Linked DNA regions of Mus musculus: all the other regions are linked to region 3. Evidence: chromatin contacts called from public HiChIP or PLAC-seq, Micro-C and promoter capture Hi-C data. All regions are on one chromosome and are shown on one strand. The core of a region is the stretch at or near the end of the contact, and the rest is flanking DNA. Distances in the headings are between cores, read along the strand shown. Region 1 holds the start of Gstm4 (glutathione S-transferase, mu 4). Region 2 has its middle 17 kb from the start of Gstm4. Region 3 holds the start of Alx3 (aristaless-like homeobox 3). Region 4 holds the start of Ampd2 (adenosine monophosphate deaminase 2). Region 5 holds the start of Gstm1 (glutathione S-transferase, mu 1). Region 6 holds the start of Gstm3 (glutathione S-transferase, mu 3). Region 7 holds the start of Kcna2 (potassium voltage-gated channel, shaker-related subfamily, member 2).

Region 1 (3,157 bases), core at 506-3,005, 450 kb after region 3:
CTGGACTGCACCCTAAAATAGGTGGGGCCTAAGTAAGAGCATTCATTTGATAGTTCAGTGTCATGGGGACAGCTGATGACAACACATGAAACATCCTGGAGGGTAAGAGGCTAAGAAATTCAAAAGGTAAATAAGATCTGTGCAGATTGGGAACCTGAGGGAGCTGACTCCTGACCCAAACGCTGCCTGGTCCAGCCCAGGGAGGGAGTGAGATGAGACTCACAAAGTCTGGGCTGTAACAGACTCGAGCCAGCTGATTGGAGACATCCATAGCCTGGTTCTCCAAAATGTCCACGCGAATCTTCTCTTCCTCTGTCTCCCCACCTGCAGCACACACAGCACAGACGCATCTTCAACACCTCACACCAGCCAAGCCAAGGGGGTTGTCCCCCACCCCACCCTGCTGACGCCCCACTCACACAGGTTGTGCTTGCGGGCAATGTAGCGCAGGATGGCATTGCTCTGCGTGATCTTGTGTGACCCATCAATCAAGTAAGGCAACTGCTTGGACAATAAAGGATGGTCAGACAGGATGTGAGGTCCCAGCCTTCCTTCTCTGGATTAGGACTGACATGTGGCCTGCCGTTCATCATGGCTAGCATGGGAAGCCCTCTACGAACACACTGCACACTGAATGGAAAAGCTAGGACACAGCCCATCTCAGAAACGCCACCAGGAACGGAAGCAAGTGAACAGAAGGAAGCATTGACTCCAAGCCCCTCTTCCAGGTGAGGAGGTGAGATGACTTCCCCAAACCTCCCCGTCCCCAAACCTCCCCGTCCCCCTCTACCTACATTGGGAAAGTCCAGGCCCAATTTGAACTTCTCACTCAGCCACTGGCTTCGGTCATAGTCAGGAGCTGTGATTGATGAGATTGCATAAAGAGAAATCAGCCCAGTGTCCAACACACCTATTTCAGGGACCCAACCCCCTAAGACAAGGATCTGTAACCTCACACAGTGAGCCTTTATCCCTGAAAGTTTCAGGAATAAAGAGTGCTTGGAACTGAGGGGCCTACAAAGTTTAGGCAAATCTTGATGAGGAATGTGATCTAATTTCAACAGGAGGGGTATCCACCCCTTCACTTCCAGGAGGAAGGAAGGTCAAGCCCAGCTCTCTGGGGCTTACTGAAAGAGGCAGATTCTAAGTCCATCTGGGGGAGCCCCGTAGTGCGGGAGGCGTGAAATGTAATGTAGGCACCAATTGCTAGGCGCCAATGGACAGGAGACGTCTGACCGACAAATAGCATTACCGTCTCCCATGGTGTATCTCTTCTCTTCATAGCTTGAGCCTGTGTATTCTAGGAGCAGCCGAATAGCGTGAGCTAGCTGAAAAGATAGGAATGGGGGCGGGGGACTTCTGTGTGACTTCACCTCCTCCAAGTGCATATACACGGGCGCACAAACCAGCAAGGACATGTGTGCAAGACCCTGAGCCAGACAAGCAAGGGATTCCTCTCGCCCCACCCCATCCTCACCCCCCAGCTCGCCTTCTCCTAACCCTGCAATCCTTCCCACTCATCAGGTGGTTGCTCACCCCACGGATGTCCCAGTAACCCAGTGTCATAGGCATGATGCTGGTGCCTGAGACTGAGTCCACCGGCCTCCGGTGTGAGCAACTTTGACTTTATCCTAGTGCCCTCGGGTCCCTGGGCGGGGCTGGTGCCCGGCGTGATCCTGCCCCTCCAGACTCTGCCCCGCAACACACACCCTGCTCTACAGCTTTTCCCCTGACAGTCACCTACAGAAGCCAAATTACTGAGCTCCGCCCCCAACAGACCGGAAAGCGTAATAAGCGATCCCGCCTGCAGTTCCGCCCAATCGTCCAGCCCGGTGCGCAGATGCAGAGCTCTAGTAACTCCCTGCCTTTGCCGTACCGCTCTGCCTTCTTACCCTGTTGCCTTCGGTCTGTGGGAGGGTCAGGCCACTAGGAGAGGCCCCAACCCGGAAGTGCTGATTAAGCACTTCAACCCTGCTGTCAAACAAGACAGACTTCTGCGGGGCTCTGCTGATGACAGTGGTCCCCAGGTGATGTTTTTCCGTCTGGCAGAGAACATGTTGTCTTTCTGTTCAGAAGTTCCTCATCTGAATTCAAAGAGATTATTTCTATCACAGATAAACCCCTGACTCAAAAAAAGGGTGGAAAATGGAAAATTTGAAGTTTCATACATGGTCAGGATGTCTGTATTACCCAAGGACAGAGGCAGCTTTCTCTATTGAGTGACCGTCTTAGTGTGTACTTACACAGACCTAAGACTTCTGAAATGTCCGAGGGTACACAGGGTCAGCATGTGACAACTCAGGATTAGTTTATAGCAAATGCAATCAAGAGAGAGATGTCTGAGTTCTCAATAGCTGCTGTTCATAGCAAGGCACACTGTTTCTTCACACAACATTGGTTGTCGTATGTGTCCAAAGACTGTAGTCTGCGGAGGGGGGCTTAGGGAAGTGGGCTCTCATTTTGTACAACAGACATCACACACTCACTGCATTTTGTTATTACATTAAGACTTCTACAAGATCACCAAATAAGAATTTTAAGCTCCATTATAAGTCTTCCTGAGTATATAGGGTCCATCTTTAACTAAAATGTGCTAAAGTGGCAGGTGACCATACTTACAATTCTTACTAATGTTAAGAATGTACTGTGGCAATGCATTGTGACAAAAATAATTCTCACATTCTAAGAGACTGGGACTTTCACTGGACCTCACAGCAAGAGTTAATAATACATCTTGAAGTCCCTTAAGCTTGCTATTCTACTATGTACTCTGTCTGTCTGTTTAGCCTTCCTTTAAGAGAATGATGTAAGAAGAAATACTTGTCTTGGATTTTCCATGTAATAAACTTCTATGACCTAAGATAACACGCAGCTGTAATCTGTTTTTTGGGTTTTTTGGTTGATGATGGTGGTGTTTTGAAGGTTTGGGGGGGTGGGGGGGGCAAGTTTTTGTTTGGTTTTTATTGTTGTTTCTCAGAGACAAGGATGTGTCACTCTCTGCATATCCCCAGATGTCCTAGAACTCACTGTATAGACCAGGCTGGCCTTGAATTCACGGAGATCCACCTGTCTCTGCCTCTGTGTGCTGAAATTAAAGGCGTGTGTCATCACACATGGACCTGTAATCCTTAATTGTGTACTTGTCTTAGTGACTTTT
Region 2 (3,118 bases), core at 11-2,510, 470 kb after region 3:
CCCGTGACCTACATGAACTGAGTATTTCTGGAAGGCAGGCTGGGCCTTGATCAGAGAAACATTTGTCTTGGCTTCATTCTTTTCTCACCGTCTAGTCTCTCTCTCTTTCAGCCCCAGCCTGCCTTCCAGAAATACCCCGTTCATGTAGGCCTCGGGCTGTTCTCCTACTACAATTTATGTGTAGGTATGTGTATCTGTGTACATGCATGTTGGTACCTGCAGAGGTCAGAGGGGTGTCGTTAGATCCCATGGAGCCAGAACTGAAATCAGGTCCTCTGGAAGAACAGCAAATGCCCTTAGCCGCTGAGCCATCTCTCCAGCCCCTTCAGTCTGATTTTTAACACCACACAAGCCTGCTGACTTGAATTTGATCCCAAGAACCCACATAAAAATAAAAAGAGAAAACTGGCGTCCATAAAGTTGTCTTCTGGCTTCCATATATATTCTGTGGCATGTGCGTGCCCACCTGTACACAATATAATAAAAATTTGGTTTTTTTAAAGACTTCATTAAGATATTTAGATGAATACAGTTATAAAGCTGGATGCACACAAGTCCTAACTACAGTGATATGTATTTATACTTTTATGCTTCTTGATTTTATTTTATAAACACAATTGATCTGCTCACAATAGTTAAACCCACAAGACGGGTATTAGTGTTTATAGTTATGAGGGGCAGATGAAGTCCTGAGTGAATGTCTATTATTGACAAGGGTCCCAGCTCCTCAGACACATGGGAGCTGGGCAGACTTCCTGTCCATTTGCAAATGCTGATATCGTGTACAGGGAGCGTGGACTGCAACTTCCTCCTCTTAGATGTTTACAACCCCGGATTCCCTTCAGAAACCTGCCACTGGGGCTAGAGCTAACCACAGACCTACTGGGTCAACAAGTGAAACAGGAAAACATTGACAACCCAAAGTGACTAGACGTCCTGATCACCAGTCAACCCGGCTGCAAATTGAAGTAACTAGTATGCTTTAGAGATTTAAATCCCCACGAGGTTTCTTGAATTAACAATTCCTACAGTGACCCCTATTGTCCAAAATGTGCAACTACAAGGCAGTGGCCTTAAGGTTCTTTTAGCCCACTCTATGGAAGAACTGTCTTCAATCAGCAAACACCACACAGCCATATATTTTTCTTTAACAAAAGTCGCTTTCAGTTCCGTGAGCTATCACACCCAGAGCTATCTTCCCAAGGAACCCACCTTTTTCCTCATTCCTACAAAGATGGCATGGGTGAAGAACAGCCATGGGTTTGCACATAATACAAAGGCCCAGCAAGGTTCATGGGGACAGAATGTGACAGAGGAGAGGGGACAAGCCATACACCAAGATTCCCTGCAGTGGGGTCCCTGGGGATACGTTGATGTGAATATGCAAAACGTGGCCATCTGGGAACACCTCCAGCTGTACAGATACTCAACTTCTGACAAGCGACTGGACTGGAGTGGTGTGGGAACAGGAGCAGCTGGACCATCAGCCAATATAGGCTCACGTAGGAGGCTGTCTGCAGCTTCCACGCCCAGCCAGGTAGCAACCTCAGGCACAAGAGCCAGTAGTGGGGCAGCGGCGGCAGCAGCAGTTAGATAAATTTATGGTCAAGATAAATTGCATATATTTTATAACATATATATTGCATATATATAATTATCAAAGAATAAATTTAAAACATATTTTTTAAGAACCAGAGGTATCATTGATAACTCAGCTGAATCTGGAAGGCCTTGGGGACCCCAGGCCAAGGCCACCACAAGAATAAAACAAGTTGTTATCTAACAAGAGCCTCTCTTGGCCATTGCATCTGAAGGTCAAGTTTCCCTACAGGCAGCAGTGTCAGCCATGGAGGGAAAACCTTCCGAATGCACAAAGGCACTGAACTGTAGAGTAGCCTGTCTCTGATCAGGGCCACATTGATACAGAAAAAGAGGTAATGCAAGACTGACTCCTGCTTCTCAAAGCCATGGCTTCAACCTCCGGCTCCCCAAAGTGCTCCTGATTGACGTTTTTGCAAATGCTCTGCTTGGTATTTTGAGTCTTTATTGCACCTTGTTCAATCCTAGGTCAGACGGAGTCGGTTCCAGGATTGGCCATCTCTAGAGGCCCAGCTGAGGATGCGGCGTGTGAGGCCTCATCTCCAGGATGGGCATCATCTCCTTGCCAGTGTGGCAACGTCTAACAAACCCATCCAACCTGGGCCCTCTGCCAGCACTGCCAAGGCTCTGCTCCTCTTCTCTCCTCCCCATGTCTGTGTGCACAGGAGCCTCTGACTCCAAGCTCTGAGGGAAGAATCGCAAAGAGCAGCTAACTGCAGAAGAAGTGTCTCCTAGACCTTCTCAGGAGACAGGGTTGCCTGGTGACGAGATGGGCAGCAGAAGGCAGAGAGACCAGAGGGTAGCTCCAAGACCCACACATGACCCACACACACGATGGGAAAACCTCAAAGAAGAGACCAGAGAAGCAGCCTGGGAGAAGTGACTGCTGGGTAGCAGAGGCTCAAGATTTGGAGGACCAGGGAAACAGTTTGATGCAGTAGAAGAGTAAAGAAAGGAGGAAATTGTGTGTGTGTGTGTGTGTGTGTGTGTGTGTGTGTGTGTGTGTTCGGGTGTGTGTTCATGTGTGTGTTCGTGTGTGTGCACATGCGCGCCTGTGTGTATGTGAGACCTATTTATTGAAAAGTTATTCTAAATCAAGCAGTGGTGGAATGCACCTTTAATTCCTAGCACTAAGGAGACTGAAGCAGGAGGATCTCTGGGTTTGAGACCAGCCTGGTCTACGGATCAGCCAGGGATACACAGAGAAACCCTGCATAGAAAAACGGTTATGGGCTGGTGAGATGGCTCAGTGGGTAAGAGCACCCGACTGCTCTTCCGAAGGTCCAGAGTTCAAATCCCAGCAACCACATGGTGGCTCACAACCATCTGTAACAAGATCTGACTCCCTCTTCTGGTGTGTCTGAAGACAGCTACAGTGTACTTACATATAATAATAAATAAATCTTAAAAAAATGATAATATTTGAAATGAAAAAGAAAAAAAAAAAAGAAAAACGGTTATTCTGGTGGCATCCACAGACGAAGGAAGTGTCAAATTGATTAATAAAAGAAACAGAATA
Region 3 (3,265 bases), core at 154-2,653:
TGAGAGCCAGTGGACTCCCCTCTGGTAGAGGCAGAGGGGAAAACCTCATTTTAAGCCAGGCTTCTCTAGCTGGAAATATCAGCCCCAGGTGCTCCCATCTCTGCCTAGCCTGCAGTCTGTGATTAGGGGCCCTAATGGCCATAATGCCTCCAATGTGGTGTTTAAGCCAATAAGGCTTCAGAAAAGTTACGGTATGTTTAATAATGGCTTAATGACTCCTTGTGAGATGCAAGGCTTCTGGTTCCTGTTTGGCCTTGATTTACAGCCCAACTCTGGCTGAGGACAGCCAAGAAACCTCCTCTAAGCCTCCAACGGAAGAGGGAGGTGTTCACACCAGGCCTCTTAGATTCCTTTTAAAAATGAGAATTCAAATAGAATACAAATGATGTTTGACTCCCTGCCCCTCTCGCTAATCTCCAGGGGTCCTAAAAATATAAATGTTTTAACCCGGACCTAAGGGATCTTTAAGCTCGGGTCCAAAGGACCTCTGGTATTTCTTCCCAGATCTTAGGCACAGTAAGGATTATTCAGTTTCAGAAAGGCTAAGCTATACCCTAATCCTAGGCTTCCTTTGGGTCGAGGAGACTCACCTTTGGGAGATGCAATCCTACCCTCGCTATGTCTAAAATAGCAAGCCTGAAGCAGTTAATTTGCAGTGGATCTGAGTGACATTCAGTTTATGCTGCTCAGAAGGACAATGACCCTTCTGCTCTTCCATAGCTGACCCAAAAAGCTACCTGGGCAGACCACTGTGAAACCTAGAGATCTCTCTGTCTGTTTTGGCCTGCCTGGGCTTTGGAACTCACCACCAAATGTAGATGGACCACAGTCAGCTGAAAACGCTAAGTGAGAGGTTCAAATCACAGATAATCAATGACAGTATTGAGGCCCAAGCTCCCAAGCCCCCTGCTGTTTCCACAGCATCCAGTCTCTAGGATGTCCAGGCAAAACAAGTGTCTAAGGGAGATGCCCTTGCTTTTTTCCAGCTACCAGCAAAAATAAACCGAGCAAGGTGAAGGGGAAACTCTACCACAGTAGAGGCCTCTCTTCTCAGACTGATGTCAGATCAGGCCTCAAAGAGAATGTTGGAGGAGGGATGGGGGAGGGTGCGGGGGTGGGGAGGATGTCTGCCCTCACCGTTTCACCTCCCCAGGGCCAAGAGCCACTAAGATGGATATCAGGACTTGAGGGTGCAGCTCAGAGCCAAGGACTCACCCGACTGCTAGACAAAAGGGATCCTGCCCTCGAAAGGAAGCAGCTTCCCTCTCTTCTCTTCCAACTGCTTGTGATACCAGACTCGGGGTGAATGGGGTGGGGTGGGGGTGTTCCTGGGCTCCGAGGGGTTAACCCGCACGGGGCCGCACGTGACGTGGATGGTTCCAGCATTAAGTCAGAGGCGCGGCCCCCTCTCCTGCCCCCCACCCCCCGCGGCGCGCGCCGCTCCCGGGGGCTCCGCGCCCCCGAGCCCAGGTCCCTCCCCCTTGGCTCACAGGCCGCGCGGGTTAGCGGGAGCCCCGGAGCTCCGGCGGCCTGTGAGCCCGAGCCGGCATGGACCCCGAGCGCTGCGCGCCTTTCTCCGTGGGGCCGGCGGCCGGTCCTTACGCGGCCGCGGGGGACGAGGCTCCGGGTCCCCAGGGGACTCCCGATGCTGCGCCTCACCTGCACCCCGCGCCACCCCGCGGTCCGCGCCTGAGCCGCTTCCCGGCCTGTGGGCCCCTGGAACCCTACCTCCCAGAGCCCGCCAAGCCGCCCGCCAAGTACCTGCAGGACCTCGGGCCAGGCCCGGTGCTCAACGGCGGCCACTTCTACGAGGGCTCCGCGGAAGGTAACACGCCGGGGGTCGGGGGTGGTGGTGGAACCCCATGTCGTTCTTATCCCCAGCCCTTCCTGGTCTCCCCGACTCTCCCGCTTTCTTGCTTCTTAACTTTGGGTACGTCTCGCATTTTCCACGATTCCCTCGCTAGATCGCTGCTGGCCTGGCCGGACAAGGCCAGGGCATTGGGGACCGCAGAATCGCCTGTGTCCCCGGCCGGCAGAGGCAATGGGAGGCGGGAGGTCAAAGGAGGGTGGAGTAGGGACGATCTTGGGCCCATTCCGACCCCCAAGGTGATTGAACCTGGGAGGAGAGATCGCGCTCATCCGGAGCCGAGCCTCTCTGCCACCGACCCAGAAGAGGGGACTGGGTGGAGGGCCCCGGAGCCTAACTGGGCCCCAAAGCTGGGAGAGAAGAGTTCTGCTTTTGTGCATGGCGCCCGCTGAGGGCGTAGAGGCTGGGCCTCGACTTAGTGGCCAAACTGGACTCAGCGAGGGAAAGGCTGTGTCCTGGACTTACCCAGCTCTCATCCTCGGGCCCAGCCTCTGCAGGAAAAGGTTTTCTGATGCCGTTAAGTCGCTCCGCAGAGTGGCGGTGGCTGCTCCCCCTCAGAACTGGGACTGTCTTCAAGATCAAATAACTATGTTCTTGTTTCTCAGATTAACTTGGCCTCCCCGTCGCCACGGGGATGGCTACCCTTCTTGCAGTTGGCATCTCGGCACCGAATCATCACCGCTGAGCCGTCGGAAGCGGTCCCGAACTATCCTAAATCCCAGGGCGCATCCCACTCCGGGGACCGTGCCCTGTGTGCTAAGGCGGGTCGGACCGTACCATTATCTGAGAATGCGCCTGAGTGGCAGGGCCTGCCAAGACTCTTTTGCCGCCCACTGTACTCGCTGACCCACGAGTGGCTCAGCACCCACGCCCACCCCTCGTATGCAGCCACATTTCGTAGCCTAGACCCAAAACTAGATCCCGGGAGATCCGCCAATGCGGCAATCGCCTGCTCCTCGCGGGCCTCCTCAGAGAGGCTGGGCAGCGAGCAGCTCCTGGCTTCGTCCCGTCCGGGTGGCGGGAGTGTGCAGGGGAGGCCCGGGAGGTGTGTTGGGGTCATCGGAGGAAATGAGCAAGTCCGCGGAGCTTCGTGTCTAATGCCGTTTGAAAAAGGCTCTCCTGATAAAAACCACAGTTGGGACTTAATGAGAAGCAGTTGGCCTGGCTCCTCTGATCCCTGCCAGACGGCGGCAGCCACGCAGCGCCCAGAGCACCGCCAGGGACAGGTACCCGTCTGGGTTGGGATCGCGCCCCGCAACACCCCACCACAGTCCAGTGTCCCCGCCGATGCGCAGCCTCTTGCACCGACTGTTCGGGTTCTTGGACAGCCGTGGGTCTGATCGCACTACGAAAAGGAGTGGGATTGAATGGGCGGGCAGTGTCTGTTGTCGCAACGAA
Region 4 (2,921 bases), core at 276-2,775, 490 kb after region 3:
AGAGGCATCATTGCAGAGAGGGTGCTGCAGAAGGGGACCTTATCGGAGGCACTCAGTGGCCTGGACAAGAGGAGGGGAACCCATGCCTGAAACCAAGAACTCTCACCTGGAGCGGCAGCGGAAGCTTGCAGGCCGGCCCGCTTCTTAAAGGGATATTTGGCCTTGGACTTGCCTGGGCCAGGATAGGATGCCATGGCTGGGGCCAAGGCGACAGCGGAGGAACCTCACCGGCTGGGGCCAAGCTCTCCCACATCCAACCCCTTCCTCCGCCCCGCCCCCAGCGGGAGTGACTGATGCAGGAAGCAGCGCCCCGCAGGCGGAAGAGGCTCTGGCCACGATTTCTGATGTTGTCTAGGCAACCTCGGGGAGTGGGGCCTCCATCCTGCCCCTTATCCCTCTCTTCCCACTCCAGTCTTTAGAGTGCCCTGTCTGATGGTGGCTAGGGCCGGGGTCGGGATGCAGAGAAAACAGATGGAGCAGCACCAGCTCTAAGCTCTTTACTACCCTCACCCCACCTCGGGAACCCTCATCCCTTGCCAAGGCTCCAAGGCAAAGAAGCCAAAGTCCAGGCTAGGCTGGTCCAGCCAGCCAGAGAGAAAAATAATAGGCAAGAATACCGCCTGAGCTCCAACCTCAAAACCCATTTCCTCCAGGGAAGGAACAACGGTACTCATGAAAACCCAGAGCCTCTGGGGCAGAGCCCCCCTCTTTTCTTCTCCATCTGACCCCTGCTCTAGGGACAGCCCAGCTCCGGGAGGAGGCAGAACTGAGAATTCGAGCCCAGGAGGGAGGGGCCTGTCTTGGGAAAATTCCACTGACCGGCAGAAGCTGTCTCCTAGGAAGACAGGAAGAGTAGGAGGCTGGGTCTTGTCTGAGGTCGATGGGAAAGACCCCAGCCTACTCTGACCTGTCGCTCTGCCTGTACACTCAAGATCTGCTTCCTTGGACCCTTCTAGGAGCCGTTCACGTCCCCTAGGTCTTGCAGGCATTGCCAAGACCCCCCACCCACTTATCACCCGACCCAGGCACCTCTGCCTTGGAGTCCCTTTATCAACCACACACGCGCCACACACTTACCTGAGGCCATGCTGCCCAAGTCCCGCGTGGACCAGGAAGGCAGCCTACGAAAGTCTGCACAGCGAGGGAGCCGGGCTGAAGAGGGGAGAGGGCCCCCACCGGGGCGAAGTCGCGCCACTGGCCCCTGCACCCGCACTGAGAAGCGGGAAGGAAGGCAAGGTTTTCAAAATGGCCAGCTGGCCGGGGGGCGGACTCCCGCCGACTTCAGCGGCCAGACTGACCTCAGGAGACCCCGGAGTCGCGACCCCAAGCCTGCACTCAAGAGGAAACAGGCCACGTGCTCCCCAGAAAACCGGACCCGGAATTCGCCTAGGGTTCTTTCACCACTTTCTGGGAATCAATTAGGGATCCGGCTCCTGTGGCCGGGCTACGGGGGAGTCACGCAACAGGTGCGACCCCGCCGAAACCTTCCGGGCTGCGCGCCAATCTCGCGTACCCCAGGCCCCGCCAAGTCCGCGGCCACGCCCCGTTCGGCCACGCCTCTTGGCCTCCTGGCCACGCCCCAACCATTTTCCCAGTTCCCTTACGCCACGTGGGCAGCCTCCGGACCAGGGTTGGCCTTGGCTTGGCCCTTTGGTCTTGGGCGATTTCTGTGCGTCAGTTTCCTCATCAGTAAGATGGGATGAGGCAATGGAAACACCCCATCCAAAGAAAGGAGTTACTGAGGACTGAAGGTAAATCCCCTTTGCACAATGTCTGGCACAAAGTCAGGTAGCTATTATTAGGGTCCCAGAATCCATTTCAAGCAGAAGCCCTGCCCTTGAATTCTCCGCATTCCCACCTGAATCTATTTCCTTCTATCAGTCATTGGTAGGCAGGATGTGCCCTTCAAAGCCGGTTCACCATCCCACATTAATTTCTATGTTGACGTTAGACTAGCCAGAATGCCTAGGTTCAAATTCAGACATCTCCACCTACTTTCTGACTGATGGTGAACTTCTCTCTGGGTTTTACTGGTTAACTTTGGCTCTTACACCCGCTCTGATGAAGATAAAGGAGATAATTATAAGTGCTTAGACTTGTGCCTGGCCTGTAAGTTACTTCCCAATCAGTGTTCCTGGAAGATTTCTTTGGCCTGGGATCACTATGGCCAGCTCACTGATTTCTCCTTGTGGGTTATGAGAAATTGGGCTGTTTGAATAGGGCCACAGACACCCTCTCAAACAAGGATTCCTGCCTCCCAGGGGCAGCCTGTACCTACAGGAACCCTGAAAAGGAAAGTCCTCCCCTTTATCAGCAGCAGTTGGTCCCTTCCCTCGCCTCTCCCCTGGGGGAGTCTTTGCCCCCTCACCCAGCTGCTCTGAAGTCTCTCCAGCTGCTTTCAGTCCCTCCTCTCCCCAACTGGAACTCTGAGTCCTGATCCCCCATCTCTATCTGCATCTGATGTGGCCTCTAGGGAGTCTCCTATCCGCTATACTAAAACAAACTTTAAAAACTATTGCCTTAGGCTGGGGGTGTCAGCTCAGGGGCAGTATCCCTCTGCCTTACATGCGAAAGCAAACCCCAGAATTGCAGAAAAACGATGAAAATACAAATTTTTAAAAAACCCTACAGGTGGCCTCCATAAACTTGGGAGACCAGTGGGTTATGGGAATCCAGCTCACAGAGAATCAGACTAAAATAGAACAAGGAGAACCTTATTCTTACACCGTTACGTTTAAATATCAAAACAGGAACCACTAAAAGCATCGGATACAGGTGATGGTGTACTGAGCTGGGGCACGCATTATGTGGCTGTAAATACTAATATAATCTAAGAACCGTTTGGCAAAATAAAATCAAGTATCGCTATAAGTTGCACTGTTTTGACTCAGTAATCCACTTCTAACAAGTCTTTTTTTTTT
Region 5 (3,211 bases), core at 484-2,983, 420 kb after region 3:
TCATTACCAAAGGAGGATGCTACAGATCTGAACGTGAGACTTTAACTCCTGCTGTGAACCCTGTCTGCCGCACCCACTGGCCACTCACAAAGTCAGGGTTGTAACAGAGCATGATGAGCTGCATGCGGGTGTCCATGACCTGGTTCTCCACAATGTCTGCACGGATCCTCTCCTCCTCTGTCTCTCCATCTGCAGCACACACAGTACACTAGGCATCCCAACCTTGCCAAGCCGAGGAGATTATCCCCCATCTCCCACCCTGTGGCCAGCCCCACTCACCCAGGTGGTGCTTTCGGGCAAGGTAGCGCAGGATGGCATTGCTCTGGGTGATCTTGTGTGATCCATCGATCAAGTAAGGCAGCTGGATGGACAAGCAGGGAGGGTCAGATGGGATATGGGGTACCTGAATCCTTTCTCTGGGTGAGAGAAGACACAGGGCCTGACAGTGTGCCTGCCATGGGAAGCCCTCCATGGGCACAGTGTGCACTGAATGAGAGAGCTGGGGCACAGCCCATCACAGAACACTGTGCAGCCAGCAGGGATGGAGCAGGAGAGCAGAAACACTGATCCTAAACCCTCAGCCAGGCCAGGAGATGAGGTGAGATCACCGTGTCTTCCCCAAACCTCTCCTCCCCTGCACCTACATTGGGAAAGTCCAGGCCCAGCTTGAACTTCTCATTCAGCCACTGGCTTCTGTCAAAGTCGGGAGCTGTAAACAAGAAGATGTGAAAAGGCATTACCCCACTGTCCCACCCTTCTACAGATTATCGACCAGTAGCAAGAACCCCTAAGGCAGGGCCTCTGCAACCTGTTACAGAGAGTTACTTTCCAATGTGGAGAAGGGTCTGAATAACAACTGATAATAAAGGCAGCCTGGACCCAATAAGACCCCAGTAGTGAATTCTGTCGAATTATAAATACAAATGGACCAAGGAACTCCATTCTCCATGATCTATATTGGAAAATCAAACTGCACTCTCAAAGAGGTTTCTGGAAGCAGCAGCCTCTATCTTTAGCTAGAGGGAGACCAGCAGGGCTAAATAACGGGAAATCTAGGCATAGTTTGATAGGTAAGAGGGAAGCAGGTGTCTGACCAGGAAGGTGGCATTACCGTCACCCATGGTGTATCTCTTCTCATCATAGCTTGAGTCTGTGTATTCCAGGAGCATGCGGATCGGGTGTGTCAGCTGGGAGAGATGACCAGAAGAGACAGAGGTCAGACATTGTGGGGACTTCTTTGTATGACTTCATCTTCACCCGTTGAGACCTCCCACACTGCACAAACGCCGTCACCCCGCACGTGCATGTGCACACCACACACATACGCGCGCGCGCACGCACACACACACAGCCACCCAAGTGCGTAAACTGAGCGCTGAGAGCTACAGGCAGGAGATTCCAGTGAGAGCTGAAGAGTACCCGCTGTAGGAAGGGCTCCTGCTCTTAAGAACTTTCTGCTTCACATCCCAGTCCCACCCTCCAAGTGGACCCCTCTCTCACTCCGCGGACGTTCCAGTATCCCAGTATCATAGGCATGGTGCTGGTGCTGTGGTCTTCTCAAACTGGCTTCAGCAGGACTGACCTGTGTGTTTGGAGTTGTGACTTTATACAGACTACTAGAGAAACGTGGGCAGGACAAAACAGCGGGTCCCTCCCAACCCTGCACCAATCCCAATTAGGCACTCCCCTTCCTAGGTCTGTAACCAGAGCAGCAGACCCTAAAGCGGAAGGCAGAGGCCACACCCTCTCCGGGAGAGGCGGGGTTAAGATCCTTAGCGGCCTCTGTCCCGGGATTCTGTTTTGCACACGCTGAAACAGAATCTGCTCTCCTGCTTCCCCCGAAACCCTCTTAGCGACTGCCGCCATCGCCGCCTGCTGGATGCTCCCTAGACTAGCTAGCACTTTGCCTGGAGTCTGGCCAGACAGCGAAAGAACATTGGGTGGGTGTTCTCCCGCCTTCCTTTCTTTTGCAGAGCTCGGTTTTCACACCCAGACTGTGGGAATCTGTCATTGGGGAGGCTCAACTCTCAGCTTAAAGACAAAAAGGCGAGAGCCCCCGACCTGAGAGTTTAATGTAGCACTTATCGTCATGGAAAGAACTCTGTCAGTCTGACAGGTACCGGATTTTTGCGCACACAGCCTCAAGTTACAGGAACAGTCGGTGACATGGAAACAACCCCAAGGCAGAGATAAACAGGGCTCCGTATTTTCCTTTAGGGGGTTTGAGAACTGTTATCAGTTATTAAAAAACTAATCTGTATTTTGGCCGTGTTTATGAATCTAAATTCAAGTACCAACCACAGAGGGGCCGGAAGTTTGAGGGAAGCCACAGCTGTGGACAACAGTCAGCTGACAAAACCCAGCAGAGCACAAGGGAGAAAAAGAGCCCACGCTGGGTTGTGCCATAGAGAGGGAGAGCATGTGACCCAAGAAGTTTGCTTTCAAGGGATACCAGGATGCTGTACACATGGGAGCCCAAAGCAAGACCCTCAGCTGTCCCTAAATGCAGGACCTGGCCCAGGCTCCGGACATGCGTTTGTATATGACAGGGTGGCTCAAATGACCTTTCAGGTTACCCTGAGATATATAGTAGTATATCCTTCACAAGTAGTATATGCCCTGTAGTATTACCTTCACAAGGTCAATGTCCTCCCAAGAACACTGTCCTACCTGTTTACTTTCTTTTTTGCAGACAACCAAGAGGCTTGATGGAAGGGGAGACTAAAATGAGTTTACAAGTCAAAGGCCAAGGCTGTTGCTCTGCAGGACGTACATTTTGGGATTAAATCATCCTTTACTGGGACTACGGGGTATGAAGGCAACATATCATGTCACCCACATAGGAGCTGTGCAGTGAGGTTGCAGGGGGCAAGCAGAGGCCATCTCATCCTAGGACATTAAAGAAACCACATGTTCTGCAGGTCTTGGTGAGGATGCACGAAAAGTGACCATGTCACTGGGGCTTTAGCAGCAGTTTGGTGGGAACTACAGGGACATATTTTGCAAGTATGAATGAGGCACTTCAGCAGATTGTCACACACTGTGGGAAGTAGAGAAGGAGGAGTGGAAGAAAGCAGAAGGAATCCATACTGTCTAGGACAAGGACTCAGAGGGCCTGGGAAGGGAGCCAGAGCCCTGGAGCCCTTCAGAGGACAGAATCTATCTGCAGACAGGGATAAGGGCTAGGACAGCAAGTTCTCAATGCAGGGTC
Region 6 (2,942 bases), core at 437-2,936, 370 kb after region 3:
TCCTTACTGAAGGAGATGTTACAGATCTGAATGCAAGACTTTAACTCCTGCTTCAAACCCCGTCTTCTCCACCTACTGGCCACTCACAAAATCGGGACTGCAGCAGACTATCATGAGCTGTATGCGGGTGTCCATAACTTGGTTCTCCAAAGTATCCACACGGATCCTCTCCTCCTCTGTCTCTCCACCTGCAGCACACACAGAACACTCAGCATCCCAACCCAGCCAAGCCAAGGAGATTGCCTGATATGCCCTACCCTGCAGGCAACCCCACTCACACAGGTTGTGCTTCCGGCCAAGGTAGCGCAGGATGGCATTGCTCTGGGTGACCTTGTGTGACCCATCAATTAAGTAGGGCAGCTGGATGGACAAGCAGGGAAGGTCAGATGGGATATGAGGTCCCTCCATCCCTTCCCTGGGTGAGAGCAGACACAGGGCCTGGCACTCAGTGTGCCTGCCATGGGAAGCCCTCCATGGGCACAGTGTGCATTGAATGAGAGAGCTGGGACACAGCCCATCACAGAAACACTGTGCAGCCAACAGGGATGGAGCAGGAGAGCAGAAACACTGATCCTAAACCCTCAGCCAGGCCAGGAGATGAGGTGAGATCACCACGTCTTCCCCAAACCTCCCTTTCCCTGCACTTACATTGGGAAAATCCAGGCCAAGATTGAATTTCTCACTCAGCCACTGGCTTCGGTCAAAGTTGGGGGCTGTGGTGGACAAGAGGATGTGAAAGGATATCAGTGTGGCTGCGTCTGACACTCCAATCTCACTGACCCACCTAAGAAGTCACGAGCAAGATACCCTGGGGAAGGAGAACTGTAACATCTTGCACTAAGTCATTCTCAAGATAAAGAAGAGGGGTGATAAAGAAGGGGACCCTAAGCCCAATGGGACCCCAAAAATGAACCCAGCTCAATTATAAATACAGGTGGGCCCGGAACTCCAGTCTCATTATTGTTGTTTGAGGCAAGATCTCTCAATTATGTAACCAAGGCTTTCCAGAAACTATATGTATAGACCTGACTGCCCTCAAACTCAGAGATCCACCTGTCTCTCTGACTTTCTAGAGCTGGATTTAAAAGCAAGCTCCCACACATTGCCATTCCCAGTGCATAGAAAACCAAACTGCACCCTCAAGAGGTTCCTGGAAGGAGCAGGCTCCTTCCTCCTCCAGTTGTAGGAGGTCTGCAGAGCTGAGGAATTAGGGGCTGGGTACGGGCATCCCTGGGTAAGAGGAAAGCAGGTGTCTGACCAGGAAGGTGTCATTACCATCCCCCATGACATATCTCTTCTCCTCATAGCTTGAATCTGTGTATTCCAGGAGCAAGCGGATGGAGTGAGTCAGCTGGAAGAGAAGGTCACACAAGTTAGAAATGGTAGGACCTTTACTGGATGACTTCATCTTCGCAGATGAATCCTCTCACCCTCCACAAACACAGCCACCCTGCGGTGTGTACACATGCACTCATAGGTGCCCGCCCCTTCACACCTGCAGCCTCCCAAGTTTGTGAGCTCCAGGGTGCTAAGAAAAGTATACATCTGAGAGCCCGGATCACTTTGAACTTCCCGCCTGAGTCCTAGTCCCACCCTCCAGGCAGATCCCCCTCTCACTCCGCGGGTGTTCCAATAGCCCAGTGTCATAGGCATGGCGCTGATGCTGTGGTCTTCTCAGACTGGCTTCAGGTAGGTTGAGCTGGAGAATTTTAAGGAGGTGCAAAGGGAAAGGTGGGTGGGGCCTTGTAAACGGTCCCGCCCTCAATGCCCTAACCCCACTCAGGCACTGCCTTTCCCTTCAATTGTCCTCAGAGACTTTGAACCCGAAGCCCTTTGGCTTCACCCACAGCCCGGGAGAGGGAGAAGTAGGATCCTATGCACCTTCAGGCCTTGGATTCTGAGCAGGTTCACATGAAGGACCTCCTCCCCCCTCAGCCTCTTTAGTGCTTCCTGTCACCGCCCCCTAATGGGTGCCCCCAAACTTGAAAATGCAGCTTTCCATTCCTAGCAGAACTTAGGTTTTCACCCCTATACTGTGGAAATCTCTAGGAGAGAGTCCCAGATCTCAACAGAAGATAAAGTAGGGTGCCCCTCGGGCAAAAGTTTAATTTAGCATTGACAGCTGCCAAGCTCTATTACCCACCACAGCCTTATTATTCACCTAGAATCATAGGACAGTCCATGAGATAGGAAGGACTCCAGAAGAGGAACAATCAGAAAACAAGTACTCCCAGTGTCTTCCTTTAGGAAATTTGGAAACTTCATCATTTGCTCATCAAGCTAGTGACCATATAAGCCAGTCACTATTTTTGGCCATGTTTGTAAGCTAAATCCAAGAACCAGATACCTAGGGCACAAGAGATCTAAGACACCATCACAGTGCAGGGTACCTGGCTGGCAGAACTTCCCATGGGTTGCACTGTGCAAGGGAGCAAAGAATGCACAGCTGGTGTGTGCCATAGAGGGGGAGAGCATGTGCCCTAAGAGGCTTGCTTTCAAGGGACAACAGGATGCTGTACACACGGGATCCTGTGTACACACTTTGCACGGGACACAACGAGCCCAAAGCTAGACCCTCAGCTGTCCACATCCCTAGATGCTAGACCTGGCCCAAACCCCGGACATATGTTTGTATATGACAGGGTTGCTCAAATGATCTTTCAGTTACCCTGAAATATATGCCCTGTAGTCCAACCTTCACAAGGTAAGTGTCCTACCAAGAACACTGTCCTACCTGTCTGCTTTCTTCCTTGGAGGCAACAGACTCTTTCAAAACCAAGAGGATAACATCACCTTGTTTATAAAAACTTATCAGATATAATGAGAAACAAATGACAGAAGAGGAGACTAAAATGAGTTTACAAGTCAAAGGCCAAGGCTGTTGCTCTGCAGGACGTACATTTTGGGATTAAATCATCCTTTACTGGGACTACGGGGTATGA
Region 7 (3,162 bases), core at 593-3,092, 490 kb before region 3:
CTCTGTGGCCCATCCAATGACTAGTACTGACAGGCAAGTCACAAGACTATGAGGACTGAAGGTTGGGCTGGGTCACAGGAGCTCAGCACAGCATCTGACACATGGTAAGCACAAGCCACCAATTACGATGATTACTAATTCTCCCACAAGGGTTTCCTGCTCTCCATACCTTTTGTTCTATAAATAAGACAATGAAACTATAGGCATACTCTTTAGTGGACATAAGCATGACAAATGGGAGAAACAGAGACCCTCAGGGGAACCATCCAGAAGGAGTACATAGCTGAGCACTGTAGGTTGTTTCTGCTGAATAGCTGAGACTACGGTAGAAAGCAGGATGAATAAGAAACACAGCCCAGTGGTTAGGTACAAAGAGAAACACAAACGGAAGCCTAAGAGATCTGAGAGCAGACAGGGCACCAGAAACCATTGTTTTTTAGGTGATTGTTAGAGATAAACTCTTCATGCACAGTTTACCACTGACAGGTTGCTTCTTCTGCAGCAAATTTACTTATCCAATAACTTGACAGAAATTGAAGTTTGAATTTGGCAAGTGAAACACCCAGGCTAGACTCTGGATCCTGCATTGACAACCGATCTTCATAGCCAATCTTCCAGGAGCCAGAAGCCAAACGAGTCTGGTCTTACAAGACATTGATTTCCCTCTAAGCCCACCAAAGCCTTCTAGCTTTGTAGCTCTAGGTAGGGTCCAATCTTTCACCCACCTTATAGGCTCCCACTGGGAAATGGCCGAATCTCTTAGAACCTTCCCTTGCAGGGAAGCAGGCTTTCAGAGTTTCTGATACTTGCATAAAGAGAACTGTCTTAGCAGAAAGGGCCAGGGAAGAGTCTTTCACACACCAGAGCCCCTCTGAACATCAGAGCTCAGAAGTTCATTTCAATGAGTCCCTCTGTGGAGTATCCGTGTAGGCGGTTCTGACAGGGGGCCTGCAGAACTGTACTAGTGAAGGCTTGGAGCTTTTGCAAGGTTTGCAAGCCAATCTGGACCCCCTAAAACACTCCTATCCCCAACCTAAGCCAAGAACTTCCTATACAAATTATTTCCGAGGCAAAGGGCATATCCTGCTCTACCATGCACCCCCACGGTGAGATCGTGGGCCAGCTGGTGGTGTTAAGATCTGTGAAAGGGCTTTTGTAAGGAGCCTGCTCTCCCAAGGGCAACTGTGTGTCCCTCCGCCCTCTCTGTCCAGAGCCCTGGGGAAAGGAAGTCAGAAAGGCTAGAAGCCAGTCCTGCAGTTCTGTTGTTCTGCAGTTCCCCCCAACCCCCACCCCGTGGGGGGCAAAGACAGCAGTGAGTTTCTGCTACACTGAGGCCAGGCCCTCACCTGCTGTATTGTCCTGGGAAACCGAGTCTGTGCTGGGTAAGAGAGAGGTGGGGCTCAGGAGTACTGAAGGAAACGGGGATGCAGAAGCAGAAGGCAGGAGTGGGGGGACTGGGGTCTGCAGATTCTGTCTGGCAGCATCTTAATAATAGCAACACATCTCCCTCGGGGCTGGCTCGCGCTCGGGCCTGGGATGGTATTGATCAGTTCATCCTGCCTACTTCATTATGTTGGCAAGAACCTCTCAAGCGCTCCTCAACTTCTACCCTCTCCCCTGTCTCCCGACCCAGGCAGTACCCAGCTGAGCTCTGCGCGGAGTTTTGTTTGGTAAGCTAGGTTTTGTCAAAGAATGGGGTGTTTTCTTTGCGGTGGGGGTCCGGGACACAGGGATCTAACCCAGTGGCCAGCTTGGCGGCGGCGGCGAGCGACACACCTCGCTAGCTCTGCCCCAGCCGGCCCCTTTAATTCGAGTTCGCTGCGGGGCCAGGTGCGGCGCTGCGTGGCGCGGTGCGGCGCGGTGCGGCTGCGGGCGGCGGCCGGGCGCTCCGTACGCGCCGCCCGCGGGACTGCAGAGTCGGCTCCCGGCTGGCCGCCCGCACCCCGCCGCCACCACCGCCACCGCCCGCTGTCCGGGTTCTGCCTGTGCTGGCTGCCACCCAGGAACATGGAGGCTCTGGTACCCATCTGCAAGGGTAAATCAGTGTCCGGCATTCTGCTGCGCATGCTGCCATCCCTGACCGGCTGCAGCGCCCATAGGGGCTGCAGGGTACCACGGTAGTCTGGGTGGGCGAGGTGGTGCCGACCCTTGATGTCGGCCTGAAGGGCTGTGGATCCGCACCGGCTGCGTGGGACTTAAGGGGGAGACTTGTTCCTGCAGAAGAGTGCATGGAATGGGCTCGGGGACCCTGTGGTCTGTGCGTGACATAGGGCGGAGGGCGCAGATTGGAGCTGGCGGGTGATGGGAAGTGCAGCTGACTGCATAGCCACCGCTGGTAAATAGTGGGTGGGTAGGACCCGAGTCACTTGGGTCCTCCTGGTTGCATTTGCCTCTCGGCAACGGAGTAAAATGGGCTTCTCTGCAGTCTCTTGTTTTTTCCACTTGGCCGGGGTGGTGGGCTGCCGTGAAGCTCTCCAGCCTAAAAGGAAGCTAGATCTGGAGCAGCTGCCTGGCGACGCCTGCTCTGCACCCTCAGAGTTCGGGCTCCTGTGTTTCAGGTGGAGATGGAGTCTTGGTGGTCCCTCGGCTGGACCTCGCAGGCACCAGCTAGGCTGCCCTCCGGCCCGCAGCGGGAGCCCACCGCACTGCGCAGGAAGGGGTTAAGGTGGCACACTCTAGCGGTCCGGCGGCTGTGGGCTCCGGTCAGCCCAGCGGATTCCGGCGGGAGCGCGCCCGGCGGAATCCCGGCTGGAACCCCGGGCGATGGGAGAGGGCCCAGACCCCTCCCCGGCTCTGGGGCCAGCGGGATTGGGTCGGCGGGGGGCCAGCCCGGAAGCCAGCTTTCTCTAGGCTCCCCCTCTATGTGAAGCCAATCCGCCCCGCAGTCAGGCAGCTTGAGCGTTTGTTCTGTGCTTCCCTGCCGAGATGTGAGGGATTTTCTCTTGGGAAGAAATCGGTGGTCGAGTGCTTGCCCAGCTCAAATGCCACCCAACCCAGAGCAAGGCCTGAGGCCCAGGGATCCTGGAGGGAGAGTAAGTTCAAGCGACCCCTTCTATTAGGCATTCTACAGAGGCAATCTTGCTGCTTGTGGGACCTCTCTAGCTGGGAAGGAGTGTGTGTTGTGGAGGAAGGATTGCTTCTTTACCAGGACATGGCTAAGGT

Evidence for each region. Promoter capture Hi-C pulls out the DNA fragments that hold promoters and counts their contacts. A called contact is a pair of places that touch in the nucleus more often than the background predicts. HiChIP or PLAC-seq counts read pairs in DNA pulled down with a chosen protein or histone mark. Capture Hi-C pulls out chosen DNA fragments and counts their contacts.
Region 1: a contact with region 3 is called in a promoter capture Hi-C map of pancreatic islet. The contact joins the promoter of Gstm4 here to the promoter of Alx3 in region 3. A contact is called at or near these places in 10 of 39 promoter capture datasets (the 3T3-L1 cell line, the C10 cell line, cranial neural crest and 5 more), 1 of 15 datasets of contacts at CTCF or cohesin (large pre-B cells), 2 of 484 Hi-C or Micro-C datasets (the HL-1 cell line and cerebral cortex), 1 of 115 datasets of contacts at active chromatin or transcription factors (embryonic stem cells) and 1 of 9 other capture datasets (pancreatic islet).
Region 2: an H3K27ac HiChIP or PLAC-seq map of microglia shows a contact between it and region 3, with 4 times the contacts expected there. The contact joins the enhancer-like site here to the promoter of Alx3 in region 3. A contact is called at or near these places in 5 of 39 promoter capture datasets (the 3T3-L1 cell line, the C10 cell line, cranial neural crest and 2 more), 2 of 15 datasets of contacts at CTCF or cohesin (large pre-B cells and pro-B cells), 2 of 484 Hi-C or Micro-C datasets (the HL-1 cell line and cerebral cortex), 2 of 115 datasets of contacts at active chromatin or transcription factors (embryonic stem cells and microglia) and 1 of 9 other capture datasets (adipose tissue).
Region 4: a promoter capture Hi-C map of embryonic stem cells shows a contact between it and region 3, with 3 times the contacts expected there. The contact joins the promoter of Ampd2 here to the promoter of Alx3 in region 3. A contact is called at or near these places in 5 of 39 promoter capture datasets (the C10 cell line, cranial neural crest, embryonic stem cells and 2 more), 1 of 115 datasets of contacts at active chromatin or transcription factors (pro-B cells) and 3 of 9 other capture datasets (adipose tissue, liver and pancreatic islet).
Region 5: a promoter capture Hi-C map of embryonic stem cells shows a contact between it and region 3, with 2.8 times the contacts expected there. The contact joins the promoter of Gstm1 here to the promoter of Alx3 in region 3. A contact is called at or near these places in 3 of 39 promoter capture datasets (the C10 cell line, embryonic stem cells and pre-B cells), 3 of 115 datasets of contacts at active chromatin or transcription factors (embryonic hindbrain, embryonic stem cells and large pre-B cells) and 4 of 9 other capture datasets (adipose tissue, embryonic stem cells, liver and 1 more).
Region 6: a contact with region 3 is called in a promoter capture Hi-C map of the C10 cell line. The contact joins the promoter of Gstm3 here to the promoter of Alx3 in region 3. A contact is called at or near these places in 4 of 39 promoter capture datasets (the C10 cell line, pre-B cells and stem cell-derived epiblast-like cells) and 1 of 9 other capture datasets (liver).
Region 7: a Micro-C map of embryonic stem cells shows a contact between it and region 3, with 4 times the contacts expected there. The contact joins the promoter of Kcna2 here to the promoter of Alx3 in region 3. A contact is called at or near these places in 4 of 39 promoter capture datasets (the C10 cell line, embryonic stem cells and pre-B cells), 7 of 484 Hi-C or Micro-C datasets (all in embryonic stem cells) and 2 of 115 datasets of contacts at active chromatin or transcription factors (both in embryonic stem cells).

Annotation. Positions count from the first base shown.
Region 1 is chr3:108,043,101-108,046,257 of GRCm38.p6, forward strand. Gstm4 (glutathione S-transferase, mu 4) reads right to left here and starts at 1,756. Exons shown (of 8, transcript NM_026764.3): 1 at 1,537-1,756; 2 at 1,253-1,328; 3 at 795-859; 4 at 420-501; 5 at 224-324. The coding sequence starts at 1,572.
Region 2 is chr3:108,060,656-108,063,773 of GRCm38.p6, forward strand. No RefSeq gene overlaps it. Among named protein-coding and RNA genes, the nearest start is that of Gstm4, 17 kb to the left of the region's middle. Within about 2 kb of position 1,261, at least 21 of the 459 cell types and tissues checked have an H3K27ac peak or open chromatin away from gene starts, as enhancers often do. A contact at or near this core is called in adipose tissue and microglia, where this site is marked.
Region 3 is chr3:107,593,628-107,596,892 of GRCm38.p6, forward strand. It overlaps Alx3 (aristaless-like homeobox 3), which reads left to right and starts at 1,404. Exons shown (of 4, transcript NM_007441.3): 1 at 1,404-1,825. The coding sequence starts at 1,549.
Region 4 is chr3:108,085,141-108,088,061 of GRCm38.p6, forward strand. Ampd2 (adenosine monophosphate deaminase 2) reads right to left here and starts at 1,526. Exons shown (of 18, transcript NM_028779.5): 1 at 1,078-1,526. The coding sequence starts at 1,087. Gm12500 (predicted gene 12500) reads left to right here and starts at 836. Exons shown (of 1, transcript NM_001358018.1): 1 at 836-2,871. The coding sequence starts at 1,086. The coding sequence ends at 1,703. It also overlaps a transcript of Gnat2 not described here.
Region 5 is chr3:108,016,240-108,019,450 of GRCm38.p6, forward strand. Gstm1 (glutathione S-transferase, mu 1) reads right to left here and starts at 1,734. Exons shown (of 8, transcript NM_010358.5): 1 at 1,501-1,734; 2 at 1,112-1,187; 3 at 645-709; 4 at 280-361; 5 at 89-189. The coding sequence starts at 1,536.
Region 6 is chr3:107,967,488-107,970,429 of GRCm38.p6, forward strand. Gstm3 (glutathione S-transferase, mu 3) reads right to left here and starts at 1,687. Exons shown (of 8, transcript NM_010359.2): 1 at 1,618-1,687; 2 at 1,276-1,351; 3 at 649-713; 4 at 279-360; 5 at 88-188. The coding sequence starts at 1,653.
Region 7 is chr3:107,099,725-107,102,886 of GRCm38.p6, forward strand. Kcna2 (potassium voltage-gated channel, shaker-related subfamily, member 2) reads left to right here and starts at 1,843. Exons shown (of 3, transcript NM_008417.5): 1 at 1,843-2,035.